Linked DNA regions of Sus scrofa: regions 1, 2, 4 and 5 are each linked to region 3. Evidence: chromatin contacts called from public Hi-C and HiChIP or PLAC-seq data. All regions are on one chromosome and are shown on one strand. Each heading gives the region's core, a stretch centred on a gene start, on an enhancer-like site or on the middle of the called end of the contact. The rest is flanking DNA. Distances are from core to core; before and after follow the strand shown.

Region 1 (2,700 bases), core at 144-2,643, 640 kb after region 3:
TCCTCTTGTGTTCAAAGACCTTGCAATGGCTGCCCATCTAGAGTGAGTTGAATTGTGTCTCCCCTAAAGGTATGTCAGAGCCTCTGCTCCCAGTACCTGTGCATGTGGAAGCAGGATCTTTGCAAGTGTCCTCGAGTTAGGGATACAGATGTAAGACCATCCTGGATTTAAGGTGGGCCCTAAATCCAATGACCCCTGTCCGTAGAAAGACAGGACATGGAAAAGACACTGAGAGACACACAGGGCAGGAGCCACATGAGAAGAGAGGCGGGATTGGAGGGATGGGTCCACAAGCCACCGCACAGCAAAAGATGCCTGAAGGCGCCAGAGCCGACGAGAGGCCGGGACAGGTTCTCCCTCGGAACCTGCAGAAAGAATCTGCGTGTCTGATGCTTTGATCACAGACTTTTGGCCTCCACAACTGTGAGAGGCTCCATTTCTGCTGTTTTAGGCCCCCAGGTTGTGGTCATTTGTTACAGTTTCCCTAGGAAAGGAACCCACCATCTCAGGGTAATTGCCGACACCCTCGCTCCATGGGAACCCAACGGCCGGCATGTCACCTCCTCAGGACTTTCACACTTGCTTTCTGAGAACTGGAACGTGGTGCCTGCACATACGCATCAGCCCTTCTGGTCTTTGTCACATTTCCATCTTGGCTGGAATTCTCTATTCCTCATAACATTTACAGTCATCTGATCAACTTTATTTATTTGTTGTCTCCTCCAAATACAATTACTCAGAGATTTTGGCTGAGTTGTTCGCAGTTGTGCCTCCAGCACCCAGAACAGTGCGTGCAGGTGTGTGTTTGTTGAATGAGTGCAAACACACCGAAGGATGAGCAGGATCTGATTGTACAGTAAAGCGAGCAGAACAGAGCAGTGGAGGAGGATTAGCTGATATCTGAGTTTGAGATACAGCACATTAGAGAAAACTTAACTTAGATACACATCTTATCCTGTGCACTAAAAGAAAATCAAAGTCAAATATGCTTAAAAATCCATCGCAAAATTAGCGGAATGTAGAAGAGTACATGAGTCTCTGGAAGGATAATAACTTTTAAAGAATCGAGGTGGGCAACTGAGGAAGCTACAAAGCTGCTAGTGATAGATTCAACTAATTAAAAATCAAAAGTTTTGTACAGTCAGGTCTCCTCATTTCCACCAAGAATCAGGACCTGCTGTTACTGGAGGTTATTCCCAGGTGACCAGGTTCCAGTTCTCCCAGTTCTCTCCTTCCCCAAATGACCTTTGGCCTGACCTTGTGCCTGTGTTGTTTGCTCCTTGTTTGGAAGCGTATTCCTGCCCAGACCTTTTTTTCGGCCCAGAGGACCGTGTCAGGTGACTTGACAAAACACCAGAGTGGCCGCTGCCTTGACCTGAGCGTGGAAGCCACCTGCTGGGAAAGCCTCGCTGTACCTTGGACCCACGCCTGGCCAGCACCTAGATCCCAGCCCCTTCTGCCTCCTAGCTGGGCTCTCTTTTCTCGAGCCTTCCTGAGCGAGGGTAACCCTGCCGCTTGGGCAGCATTTAAAAGCTGCAGTGAGGCAAAACCCGAACTCTGGGAGAGGCACTCTTTTGGTCAGATGTTGTCGTGGACGTGGGGTCCTTCACATTCCCAGCTTGATGAGAGGTGTAAGTCCAGGTTAACCATTAACTTCTCAGTGTGACAGGTTTCTTCTTTTGTGTTGCATAAACCCCATTTTGACAGGTAATGGAGAACCTCCTTTAGAAAGCCTGTGGTTTGCATAATTAAAGAGTCGATTCGAAAAACGGAGGCATTAAGATAACAATAGACGCCAGGAGGAGGGAGGCTGAAGGCCTCTGCTGTTCTATTTCGTGCTTTAAAGACCTCAGCAGAGAGCAGGCCAATCCAGCTCAAGATGTAGCTGTAGAGCTGGCCTTTGGGTGGGGATGAGGGGGTGGGGGCGCCCTCAGCAGGGTCGGGGAGTGGGCGACGGTGCTGCACCGCTGCACAGAGGAGGATTCCAGAACATTCTTGCCCTCATTGTCCTCCTTGGATCAATACAATTATAGTTGCCCCTGAACCTGAGGCTCCCTGGGAGCGCTTATGCACCTCATGTGTTCCGGAGAAGGACCTCAAAGGGGTGAGCCAGCCACACTTCCTAAGCCCCTCTGTGCCCACTCGGAAGCCAAGAGCCAGACTATGTGCTGAGAGGGCAGCTCTGGGCTTGCTGAACAATTGCTTTGTCTATTAATTGTACAAAACAACATATAACAATGGGTCAGTTTGTTGGGAATTTTTTAGGGTGGAATGTAAAGTTCTACTTCAATAGGCCCATTTGTTTTTATTGCTGGGCCTTTTTCGTAAAGTCAGAAACAATTTCAGGGCCTTTTTTCCTATCCTTTGCCCCTTCATCAGCTTTATTTCTTTTTTCGGCACATACTTCTGGTCATTAATGAAGTTTGAGTTCTTTTGCAACCAACAGAGAATTCTTTCCAAAGCCGTCTCCTAAAAAAATCAGTTGTCAGTTTTAGGATTAGAAATATTACACGACGAATGAGATTTTTAAAATCTGTATTTTTAGTTTGCTCAGGGAGACACTGAAATTGCTGCCTATTATTGCATGCAAGGTGGAGGGACAGAGCCCAGCCAACAGAGAGGCAGGGGCTGGGGCTCCACTTCCACCCTTGCCTGCTGCATTTTCCCCTCCTCCTGGGCCCTTCCTTGGCCCACCGCACC
Region 2 (2,700 bases), core at 111-2,610, 550 kb after region 3:
CACTGATCGAAGCCACATCCCCACGGATACTAGTCAGACTTGTTTCCGCTGCGCCACAATGGGAACTCCCAAAAGCCAACACATTTCAAACCTGGTTTCTGTTCTACGCCATCGTCTTGCCAATCACGTGGCTGTGGAGAGGCGTGGGAGGCACCGTGAAGCCACCAGGAGACCGACTCTCAGGGAGGCCGACAAGCGACCGCCCTTCTGTGAGGCTTGGTCCCCTCACCTGCAAACTGGCGGTGATCTTCCAGGGTGATCAGGGCTCAAGGGGAGCACCCACGGGGCATCCTCGGGTTCTGGAAGCTGTTCAACCCCCCCCCCCCCCCCCGCCTCAGGCTTCCAAACTTCTTTCCAGGCGTGTTGAACCCGCCTTGGTCATCCCCAAATGCCGATGACCATTTATCTTATTCACAAACCATTTTGTGTATCCCTGGATTGTTTTACAGTTTTAACATTTTATTGTTTTGTCTTGTTACTTTTAGCTTTTATTAAAGCTGCCAATTTTTATAATCAATTTTCTGTTTGTATTGTTTACCTTCCTTGACATTGTGATTTGAAAGGATGTCTCTCTCTCTCTTTTAACGCTCTTATCTGCTCTGTGTTTTAGAAGGTCAAGAAGTTTGCTGACCGACTAACAGAATGATCAAAACGTCCCACACCCAGGCTTTCCTTCTCAAACCCCAGAACTGCAGGGTCAGGGAGTCCTCTGCGGTCCGGGTGGGCCGCAGGGCTGATGGATGCTGGAAAAAATGTTGACGATGAGATGCGGAGATGACCCATGAAGTAACCCTGCCCAACGCGGGGCACCCTTCTGCGAGGCCCAAGGCCCGCCATGTAGACCTGTGGGTCCCCCTGCAGGGTTTTCCGTCCCGCTCCGGGCTGCCCCTCTCCCGTGGGGGAAATGCCCCCCTTCCCTGGTAACCCGCGTCTGCTTTCTGTTTGTGCCTCTGCCGACATTTACTTTTATCCACATTTTTTTGGCTCAGCATCTTGGTTCAGATGCCGACCTTAGGCCTTTGCACAAATGCCTTGCAAACACATACGTCGGTCAATGTCAGTATCAGATCGGGTTCGCTCACCCTGGACGCGTATTTATTTATTCCCGTTTTACAAGCTAAGCGTCTCCTCCTGGGCCCGGCCCTTCATTCCCTTAGTTCTGAGTTGTCCGCTCCGCTCACAGGCGCTGAGCTCCTCCGAGGTGCGGGGCTGGGGGCTCCACCCGCCGCCCTCTGAGCGCCTGTGCTGATTGCTGCTCTCCGTCTTCCTTTTCATTGCTTCGGCGTCCTCGGTGTGACTGCGCTCCGAGGTGCCCACACAGCGCATAATATCCCATGACAGGATGCCTTTCCGGGTGCAAACCAAAATAGCACTGGCCTTTGTGCGGCCTATTCCTTTCTAATCTCGTCCTGACACGCCGCCCAGCCTCACCTCTCAAACATTTCGGTCCCTGTCTGACCCACGTCGTGAGGGCTGGGATAGATCTAAGGCGATCTTCTGCGGCTTCTGTATTTGCGAGCTTTGAATCCATTCACATGTTTTCTCCTCACCACCATCTGAATTGCGTCCCTGGTGGGAAGTCAGACGCTTGTTTTTCAATCCGGTTTCCTTCTGCTCACAAAGATGTGAAAGAAACTATATCCAGGCTTGGAAGAGAGGCTCAATTACATTCTAGGAAAGTAACAATTTAGACAGTCTCGTTTTAAGCAACCGCGTCTCTTTTTTTTAAAAATTTAGAGCTGGATGAGAACTGAGGAATCGCTCCCCCAAACCTGAGCTTCTGCGGGGAGGGTGTGCTGAATCAGGATTAGATTCGGGGCCTCCCGCCTCAGTTTGGTCTGTGGGTCCCCTTTCAAGTCTACCTTTTTTAAAAAAAAATATTTTTACTTTTATTTTTTAATTAAAGTATAGTTGATGTACAGTGTTCTGTCAATTTCTGCTATACAGCAAAGTGACCCAGTCATACATACATATACACAATTTTTCTCACATTATCCTCATCGGGTTCTATTACAGGGATTGGCTGGAGTTCCCTGTGCTGTACAGTAGGACCTCATTGCTTTTTTTTTTTTTTTTTTTAAGGGCTGCACCCAAGGCATATGGAAGTTTGCAAATTTCCCAGAGTTCCCAGGCTAGAGGTCAAATCAGAGCCACAGCTGCCAGACGATGCCTCAGCCACAGCAATGCCAGATCCAAGCCACATCGCAACGTACACCACAGCTCATGGCAATGCCAGATCCCTAACCCACTGAGCAAGGCCAGGAATTGAACCTGCATCCTCATGGATACTGGTTGGGTTCATTTCCACTGAGCCACGTTGAGAACACTACTTATCCATCCTAAATGTAATTGCTTGCGTCCACTCGCCCCATATTCCCAGTCCATTCCACTCCGCTCCTGCCTTGGCAACTACAAGTCTGCTCTCCATGTCTGCGAGTCTGTTTCTGTTCTGTGGAAAGGTTCATCTGTGCCATATATTAGATTCCACATAGAAGTGATATCATATGGGTATTTGTCTTTCTCTTTCTGACTTACTCCACTTAGTATGAATTCTACTTTTTTAAATCAAAGATAGGTATGTTAAAAAAAGAGTAAAACCACACCCAAGGCCACATCAATCACACATGTTTCCCGTGCCCTGAGCCCCAAACGTGCCTTTCATCCCAGGCTCCTGGGGCCTCTGACTTGTGTTGCTTAACC
Region 3 (2,700 bases), core at 5-2,504:
CCACTCATGGCTGCTGTAGTTTTTAGAAAACACAAACCCTCCCCCCTCTGCAACAGCCGGTTTGAAAGTCATACAATCCAAAGTAGTGAACACACACACACATAATACACACTCATGCATAATACACACACACATGCACAAACAGGAATAACACACGCACACACACACACGCATGTGCACACACATACATATATACACACACACATGCAGGCACATAGGAACTCTGTGTTATTTTTAAAGATTTTTTTTAAGAAGCTTCTTGAGTGTGGCTTAGTGGCCCCACACCAAGTGAAGTCTTAAAATTCTGGAATGATATAAAGAGATGCCAGTTATTAAAGTGCCGTTATATTAAAAGGGACATAAAAGGGCCAGAATTTTTTCTCTCTCGCAACTTAGGAATCGAATTTGCTTCGTTGGCAGAGCAATAGACTTTTTGCCAGCCTGGCGGGCTCAACCTAGAACCTGGAAATCAAGCTGTTTTCTCTCTGGTTCTGACACTGTCACCAGGAATAAGTGTTCCGCCATCACGACGCCGCCACCCCGCATCTCAGACCCAGCAAGAGGAGCCCTGATGACTCTTTTCCTGTCACTATTTGGTTGATTCACACAGTTGGCTGCAATCACGCAGAACCCTGGTGGATTAATTCTTGAGGAAGCTCATGTTCTATACAGTAAGTTGTAATGTTGGCTCTGAACTTGAGACAGCAAAACAAGGGGAGAGCCAAGACCTGTCAGCTTTTCTCACCTGCCAGTCTCCCCATAAAACTGGGCTTGGGGCTGGTTGGGGAGCAGGGGGGCTCCATGGGAAACGGCCCTGCTGGCAAAGGAGCCCCTGGACAGGAGTCTCTCCTCTACCCGAATCGCGAGTCCCCAGGCCACACAGCTCTGTCCAGGGATTTGTGTTTCTGCTGCTGTCCTTTGTTGTCAGGTCCCAGAGGGGAGATGGGGCTGCAATCCTTCCTGTGACAGAGGCCCTGATCCCCTGCCCTGTGGAAGACACCCCTGCCGAAGGGGAGACCCTGGGCTCCTGTGGCCGACCTCCCAAAAGAGCATCCCAGGGCTGAGCAGGGCTTCTGGAAGCTGCGGGACTCCCAGCCCCAGGCCCTGTGCCATGGGCCCCGTGCACAGGGCACCTTAAGCTGTTACCCACTGTGCTCCCCCAGCACCCCCCCTCCCATGCTCTGGCAGCTCTGAAAACCCTGGATCAGGTTTCCATCTGCCCTGACCTTGGCCTCCCTGCACAGCTCACACGTCAGGCTCCACGGAGGAAGTGACCTTGGAGGCCAGAGAGTGTCGACATGCAGCCCTGAACGCTGAGTGTCAGCTGGGGAAGAAACGCGCAAGCGACCAGCTAGGCCTGGGCATCATGGCTTTGCAGGAACTTCCTGATGTTTCTTGGAACTTATATCATCTGCTCTGCTCCCGGAGTCTGGGAACCCTGGTCCATTCCCCTTACCAACAAAAGGACTCCTGGTGCTTGCCGTCTGCTTGCAGTGCTGAGGCCACGTTCCAAGAGCTTCTGCACGCTTGCGTGCGACTTGAGCCTTGGTTTTTAGCTGTGTTTGCCCTCCCTCCTTCCTGACTTTCACAGCCCCCCTCCTCACATTTTCCCTGTAAACCTAAGCCCCCTCCCTGGTGATAAAGCAAAGATAGCTGGATGATCTCTGACCTGTTGAAATCTTAGATTTCCCGTTGAAATCTTTCCCTTGTGGCTCAGCGGGGAAACAAAACCCACCAGTATCCATGGGGATGCAGGTTCAATCCCCGGTCTCACTCAGTGGGCTGAGGATCTGGCCACAACCTGCGCTCTAGGTGGCAGGTGAGACTATAGAAGTGACCAGCAGCTGCAGTTCTGATTGGACCCTTAGCCTGGCAACTTCCATATGCTGCATGTGCGGCTCTGGAACAAAAAATAATTCCCCATGACTTCTTTCTTGCTTCCTTTTTTTTACGGCCACAACTACTGCATATGGAAGTTTCCAGGCTTGGGGTAGAATCAGAGCTACATCTGCTGGCCTACCCCACAGCCACAGCAATGTGGCATCTGAACCACATCTGCGACCTACACCACAGCTCACAGCAACACCAGATCCTCAACCCACTGAGCAAGGCCAGGGATTGAACCCAAGTCTTCATGGATACTAGTCAGGGCCATTAACACTGAGCCACCACAGTGGCTCTTTCCCGTTAAAATCTTAGTGAGGAATTTTTACGTGTTAGAGGCAGGTCTTCAGAACTCTTCTAAGTATGATGAGGCCTCCAGATCTGAGGGAAACAGCTCTGCCACCACTGCCAGGGCCCTCTCCACCCACCAGCCTCAGACCCACACCAGGCCAGCGCCCTGTGAGTGCCACTATCCGGGGAGGCCCAGTGTGGAGTCTCAGGCCAGATAAGACTGGGGAGGAGAGCAAAACCAGTGCCCTACCCAAGCCCAGATGCTCACACACAGCATCTCTTCTCCAGGCAGAGACGATACACCCAGGAGAGCAGCCAAACCTGTCCTCAGAGGCTGAGGATGCATAGCAGGCTCCAGCACCTTCTTCCAGGAGTGAGACAGAGAACTAGGCAGGACATTATCAAAGGGGGGGGGAACCTCCCAAATAAAAGTTGAACTTCAGGCTAAAATGTCCAATTGCAGATGGAAGATTGCAGGACCCACTGGAGCAGACAGGAGCGGTGCCCCTCCTGGAGAAAATCAGG
Region 4 (2,700 bases), core at 176-2,675, 530 kb after region 3:
AATCAGCCATAAAATCTGTTAAGAAAAATTGTTTGTCCATAGTCAGGGAGCTCCTTTGTTTTCGACTGATCGAGGATCCCTTCCTGGAACTTCATGGGAGCTACCCCAGGATCACAGAAATGTTCAGATCCAAAGACGGATGAAAAAGGTGCGTGCAAATACTCTTGAGATAGTGCCTCTCCTGACATCAGAGCAAACCATGCAAAATGTCAGAGAAACGGTCATTGTCTGGGGAAATGCACACAAAATTTGAAAATTTTAATTAACTCCTATATATAAATATATATGACAGTTTATAACATCCATTTGCTTTTTTAAAAATGCAACTAAATACACAGAAAATATAGACATCTCAGCATTTTCACTCTCAAAAGTTTGGAGATCTCCTCTTTCACCCCACCTCTGTTTTTCTCTAGTTCAACTTCATTGCCATGGAGTTTCATGCAAATAGAAAAGTAACGCCGGACATCATCTTTTCTCAAACCAGAACTGATCTGAATTTGTATTAAGCCAGCAAGGAGTAAATGAAAATATCTCTATGAAGTCTTAACTCAGAGCTGAAATATCAAAAACGACAGTTTTGCATTCCATCTCATTTTTCACAAGGGTTTTTTTTTTTAATCTCATGGTATGATTTTTGTTTCTCAAATATTTGATCCTTGAAAACTGCACCCAACTCATTACAAGGTTTAAAAACACTGCCTGTTTTGGAATGTTTACACACGGTTCTCAAACACGATGGGAACTGGCAGACCAGCCCAGGCTGTTTTCATGGAAGCGCTGGGAGTGGCAGCTGTTACACATCCCGATATTTTTCCAGACTGAAACTCTTATTCCCTACACCCAGGCACGTGTTTCACAGCTGAGCCCAAATCCAAACCGAATTTAAAACTTTTTGGCTAAATGCCACATTCAAAACTTCCCTGACCTGTCTTCCTCTAGTCTCTGACAGCGTATACACGTACTGACTAGTCTGAAAATAGCTGGTTCGTAAACAGGGGGGAAACTGTCCAAGAAATATTTGCACAATGAAATAATCATTTCGTTTTGTCCATATAGACAAACAACCAGTCCATTTGGTAAAAAAAAATTTTTTGTTGTTCTTTTTAACATCTCATGAGTTGACTGAACTCGACTGGATGGTTTGTTTATATTGGTTCATTGTTATCTACTGAGGTGAATCTTAGATCTGATTTTCATAATATAGGGAAGAATGTCCACTGAGAAATGTCTTAAGTTATGTCTTAAGTACTGTAGTTGGTATTTAAGCATATGGTTAAACGCAGCTAATACTGAGTAATAAACGCTTCAAGTGGGAAAGCCCTGCAGAGTTTGTCTTTCCCAGTGGCTGACAGAGCCCTGAGCTTCAGTATTTCCTTCCTTGAGCACTGTAATGACTGCAATCCCATCAGTGACTTTTGGTATGATGGATTTCCTGCAACAACAAAAAATACAATTAAAAAAAACCCAGGGGCACTGTCTAGCCATTTACTCCTTTAACCTCTGTACAGTGTTGCATAAGAGATGTGAAAACCAGAGCAGATCAAGTTTGGAACCTACCAACCTTGGCCTCTTGCCTTCAAGGAATGTTTAGGTCTATTTTTTTTTTTTTTTTTTTTTTTTTAAGAGTTGCTGCCGTTTAGCTCAGTAAGTTAAGGATTGGGCGTTGCCACAGGCTGCGAAGCTTGGATCCTGTATTGCTGTGGCTGTAGTGTAGGCTGGCGGCTGCAGCTTTGACTTGACCCTTAGCCTGGGAACTCCCATATGCCACAGGTTTGGGCGTAGAAAGAAAAAAGCAAACAAGCAAACAAACAAGCAAAAAGCAACTAGTTCTTACAGAGAGAAAAGTTGGGAATAAGACTTACGTAATCCTTCACTTTAAGCATAATTCACCTACAAAATCATTCAGTCTTCCTAAACTATGTGAATGGAATTTGTTTGCATAAATCTAATTCCACCAAAGGCTTCTAAAGTGTGAACTAATTACACGATCTAATTTTGGAGCTTTTCCAAAGTTAATCTCTGAATTAGTTATCTTTTGCTTTTCTTTTATGTGTCATCTTGCTTTTTCACATTTCATTAGGTATCAAAACCAAGAGAGACAAAGTACAAGCTATTTATGTGTTATTAAGTCTCAAGATAATGGGAAATATTTTATCACAGTTAGATCTGCAGAAGAGTTAGGTGGTTCCTAAACCAGTGTTTTGGCAGAAAATAAATAATTATGGGCAGCAGTAACTTAAAACACTTAAAGATATTCCTAAGAACAGTCATTTTGACTGACGTTGACCTTGGTGCTCATGCATGTCTATGAGTGTGTGTGCGTGTGCGTGTGCACGCGTATGTGTGTGCGTGCGAGTGCATATGTGTGCATGTTTGTGTGCACGCGTGTGCGTGCGTGCGTGCGTGCGAGAGAGCATGTGCTCGCGGCTATACAATGAGGTGTGGTTGCAGGGAGCACTGGATGTTATGTGGGAAGTCATGGGTCCAAGGCCGGTCCCAGCACTGGCTGACTGTTTGATAGGAAGGAAGTTACCCACTGTCTCTGAATCTCAGTTTTCTCATCTACAATTAGGCTTAATGGAGTTCCTGTTGTGGCTCAGTGGGTTAAGAGCTTGACTGGTATCCATGAGGATTGCTGGTTTGATCCCTGGCCTCGCTCATTGGGTTAAGGATCTGGCATTGCTGTGCATGAGCTGT
Region 5 (2,700 bases), core at 57-2,556, 710 kb after region 3:
GAAGGCTCTAAGTCAAGCCAAGTTGTATTTCTTTATCTTGCTGACCTCTCTTGTCCACTGCTGGAGAACAAGGTATGTGAGACCCTGAATTTTAACTAGTCTCAGTCTGGGATATTTTAAGGGATTCATGGTTATTTTTTCCCCTAAGGGTTGTTTAGGAACTCACCAAATGTGGACCACTTAGAAAAGTCAGAGGCGCTAAACCATGTGGTTAGCGTGTGTGTGTGTGTGTGTGTACTTCTTTCTGCTTAGGTACCCAAAGCTGTTTGCAATTATTAATGACATGTAATATTTAAGCAGATCATAGGATTATCTGCATACTACAATTTCCTAATAGTTTTATTATAGTTTGTCACTCAAAATTTCCCCATAATTTGTCGTGGCCACAGGAAATACATCACAGACAGTTTTATTGAGCTGGCGCCAAGGAGGTAGAAGGGATATTCAGTATAACCTGTAGCATTAAAGAAACAATGTATGTACGGACTTACTAGACACTTAAATAGACCTAAATTGAATAAGAAATGCTACTTTAAAATTTCCAATTACTCCGTATTCTATTATCTATGAATCCTGCATATCAACACCAGGGTAAATTTCTTAAGAAACTGCAAGCAAGAAGCTAAATTTGCACATTGATTTTTGTCTTTTGTCTGTAGTTTAAGGCTAATTTAAAAGGATGGTGAGGAGATTCTATTTTCAACTGGCTGAAGTTCAATAAGAATATAATAAAACACTGTTATAGCAAACTCTTTCACAGTGAAATTTTGGCAAAGCCAAACCCAATTCCTTTCAATGTGCTCCAATTCAGCCAAAATACTGTTCTAGTGAGCAAGGCATCCATTAGAGTGACAAGCTTCCTACAGTACCAGGATTTTTCCATATTTTATTACAAACCAAATCAGCATTTCAATGCTTTGAATTAAGGATGCAAAAAGGACGTACATAATAAAATCAATAAATGGCATACAGTTTCATTACAACTATATTTTTATCATTAGCCTACTTTTTTTTTAATTTCACAAGCATATTTGATCACTTTAGATGTAGGAAATTACTTCACTTAATTATTCTTACAGTGAAAGCTTTGTAATTCTTTAATAAGGTCTACTGATTAGCTTAAAAACCCTAATGAAAAGAGTGACCCTACAACAGATCTCTTTGGGTACAAATCAAGAAAGGGAAGTTTTCAAGGTTTCTTTTTCTCTCTTTTTTTTTCTCCCTACCCCTTCCAGCTAGGTTGCCTTTTAGACCCACTGCTTCCCCCTGATGGAAGACTTGAAAGGAGGCTTTGGAAGGACACGGGGTGGGGTTCTTAAAATCAGGGGCAGAGGTGCTTCTGTAGACTTCGTGCTTCACTTCCTGCTCGTCTTCCTACCCTGGGCTTTGTCCTAAAACTTCCTACCAGTCGCCAATGACTTCCCTTTGTTTTCAGGGTAAAGTTGATTAGTCAAAAGCAAAGCAGTTTTGACCTCAATCCGCAGACGAGGCCAGCACTTTTTAGCCTCGCCTCCCATGTGCTTCTCTGCACCAGAGCACCGTTCCCTCCCCATCTCCTCCTGCTTCTCCCGAGGGACCCTCTCCCAGAGCTAGGGCCCTACTCAGGGTCCCCTCCACCACGGGAAGTTTGCCTTCTCAGCTTCTGGGTCATTTTCCTGATCTTCGATACCTTCCAACCTCATCCGTTCAACCAGTATTTACGGTTGTGCAATACGGAACACATTGTTTCGCAGCTGTATCTCCTTCTTCTTCTTTTTTTAAAAAATATTATTATCATTTTTTTGGCCTCACCCAAAGCATGCGGAAGTTCCCAGGCCAAGGACTGAACTTGAGCCCCAGCAGTGACAACATCGAACCCTGAACCTCTAGTCACCAGGGAGCTCCCTCATGGCTCTATCTTCTACACAATGAAATCCCAGTGATTCTTCAAGCTATGCTTCCTCCACAGGCTTCCTTCACAGCAAAGGTCCACCAGGACCTCTTTCTTCCCCGGACTCGCAGCCTGTCTACCACTCTGCTCCTGCCTAGCAAAGCTACGCTCCCGTTTGAGCCTGACTTAAAACCTTCCAACAAGACCGTTGTCTGCAAATTACTGCCTCTGAGGCCCTGAAGGAGTTAATCAACGTCTATAAGTTTCAGTTTCCTTGTCAACAAAATAGGGCAATACGTACACCACAAGACTGCTTGTAAAGATAAAGTGAGATAATATTGGTGGAAGTGTTCTCTTTACATAGATAATTATTATTTCATATATGACCATGTTTTAAGCATCATTTTATTAATGTTGTCAGTTAAATAATTTGAAGTTCTTGTCTCCAGTGAAGCCTGCCATATTAGGCTTAAGTAAGAGGCCACATTAAGCAGCAAGAGTTTCTTTTCGGATATATCATGGCTTAAGAGATTAGTTTCAGCAGCTTGGAAATAAGTGGGGATTATGATCATGGTGGAAGGCAATAAGACTCATCCACGGTCCTAACTGGATTGACTTTATAGACAGAACAACATTCCAAAAACCATTCTTGCCTCATGTTTTAACTGAGAACCAGGATAAAGTAAAACTATTAATTTAAGCAAGGCCTAAAATGTTGGGATTTCTTCAGTAACATTATCCTTCCGCTGATTTTGTGACTACAAATTTTCAGAAATTAGTGAAAGCAATGACGTCGCTCGTGGTTGGGAAGCAGTTGGCTCACTAAGAGA

The links. A called contact is a pair of places that touch in the nucleus more often than the background predicts. HiChIP or PLAC-seq counts read pairs in DNA pulled down with a chosen protein or histone mark.
Region 1: a Hi-C map of liver shows a contact between it and region 3, with 2.6 times the contacts expected there. The contact joins two enhancer-like sites. A contact is called at or near these places in 1 of 47 Hi-C or Micro-C datasets (liver) and 1 of 2 datasets of contacts at active chromatin or transcription factors (alveolar macrophages).
Region 2: an H3K27ac HiChIP or PLAC-seq map of skeletal muscle shows a contact between it and region 3. The contact joins two enhancer-like sites. A contact is called at or near these places in 1 of 47 Hi-C or Micro-C datasets (fetal heart ventricle) and 2 of 2 datasets of contacts at active chromatin or transcription factors (alveolar macrophages and skeletal muscle).
Region 4: a contact with region 3 is called in an H3K27ac HiChIP or PLAC-seq map of skeletal muscle. The contact joins two enhancer-like sites. A contact is called at or near these places in 3 of 47 Hi-C or Micro-C datasets (all in liver) and 2 of 2 datasets of contacts at active chromatin or transcription factors (alveolar macrophages and skeletal muscle).
Region 5: a contact with region 3 is called in a Hi-C map of subcutaneous adipose tissue, with 2.4 times the contacts expected there. The contact joins two enhancer-like sites. A contact is called at or near these places in 1 of 5 promoter capture datasets (liver), 12 of 47 Hi-C or Micro-C datasets (embryonic fibroblasts, epiblast stem cells, fetal heart ventricle and 8 more) and 2 of 2 datasets of contacts at active chromatin or transcription factors (alveolar macrophages and skeletal muscle).

Annotation. Positions count from the first base shown.
Region 1 is chr1:5,015,143-5,017,842 of Sscrofa11.1, forward strand. The region is part of intron 4 of PACRG (parkin coregulated gene protein); the gene reads right to left. Among named protein-coding and RNA genes, the nearest start is that of QKI, 130 kb to the left of the region's middle. Within about 2 kb of position 1,394, at least 14 of the 83 cell types and tissues checked have an H3K27ac peak or open chromatin away from gene starts, as enhancers often do. A contact at or near this core is called in liver, where this site is marked.
Region 2 is chr1:4,924,746-4,927,445 of Sscrofa11.1, forward strand. No RefSeq gene overlaps it. Among named protein-coding and RNA genes, the nearest start is that of QKI, 43 kb to the left of the region's middle. Within about 2 kb of position 1,361, at least 7 of the 83 cell types and tissues checked have an H3K27ac peak or open chromatin away from gene starts, as enhancers often do. A contact at or near this core is called in skeletal muscle, where this site is marked.
Region 3 is chr1:4,373,242-4,375,941 of Sscrofa11.1, forward strand. No RefSeq gene overlaps it. Among named protein-coding and RNA genes, the nearest start is that of QKI, 510 kb to the right of the region's middle. Within about 2 kb of position 1,255, at least 22 of the 83 cell types and tissues checked have an H3K27ac peak or open chromatin away from gene starts, as enhancers often do. A contact at or near this core is called in alveolar macrophages, liver, retroperitoneal adipose tissue and 2 more, where this site is marked.
Region 4 is chr1:4,901,551-4,904,250 of Sscrofa11.1, forward strand. No RefSeq gene overlaps it. Among named protein-coding and RNA genes, the nearest start is that of QKI, 20 kb to the left of the region's middle. Within about 2 kb of position 1,426, at least 11 of the 83 cell types and tissues checked have an H3K27ac peak or open chromatin away from gene starts, as enhancers often do. A contact at or near this core is called in liver and skeletal muscle, where this site is marked.
Region 5 is chr1:5,086,150-5,088,849 of Sscrofa11.1, forward strand. All of the region lies in intron 4 of PACRG (parkin coregulated gene protein), which reads right to left. Among named protein-coding and RNA genes, the nearest start is that of QKI, 200 kb to the left of the region's middle. Within about 2 kb of position 1,307, at least 12 of the 83 cell types and tissues checked have an H3K27ac peak or open chromatin away from gene starts, as enhancers often do. A contact at or near this core is called in alveolar macrophages, retroperitoneal adipose tissue and subcutaneous adipose tissue, where this site is marked.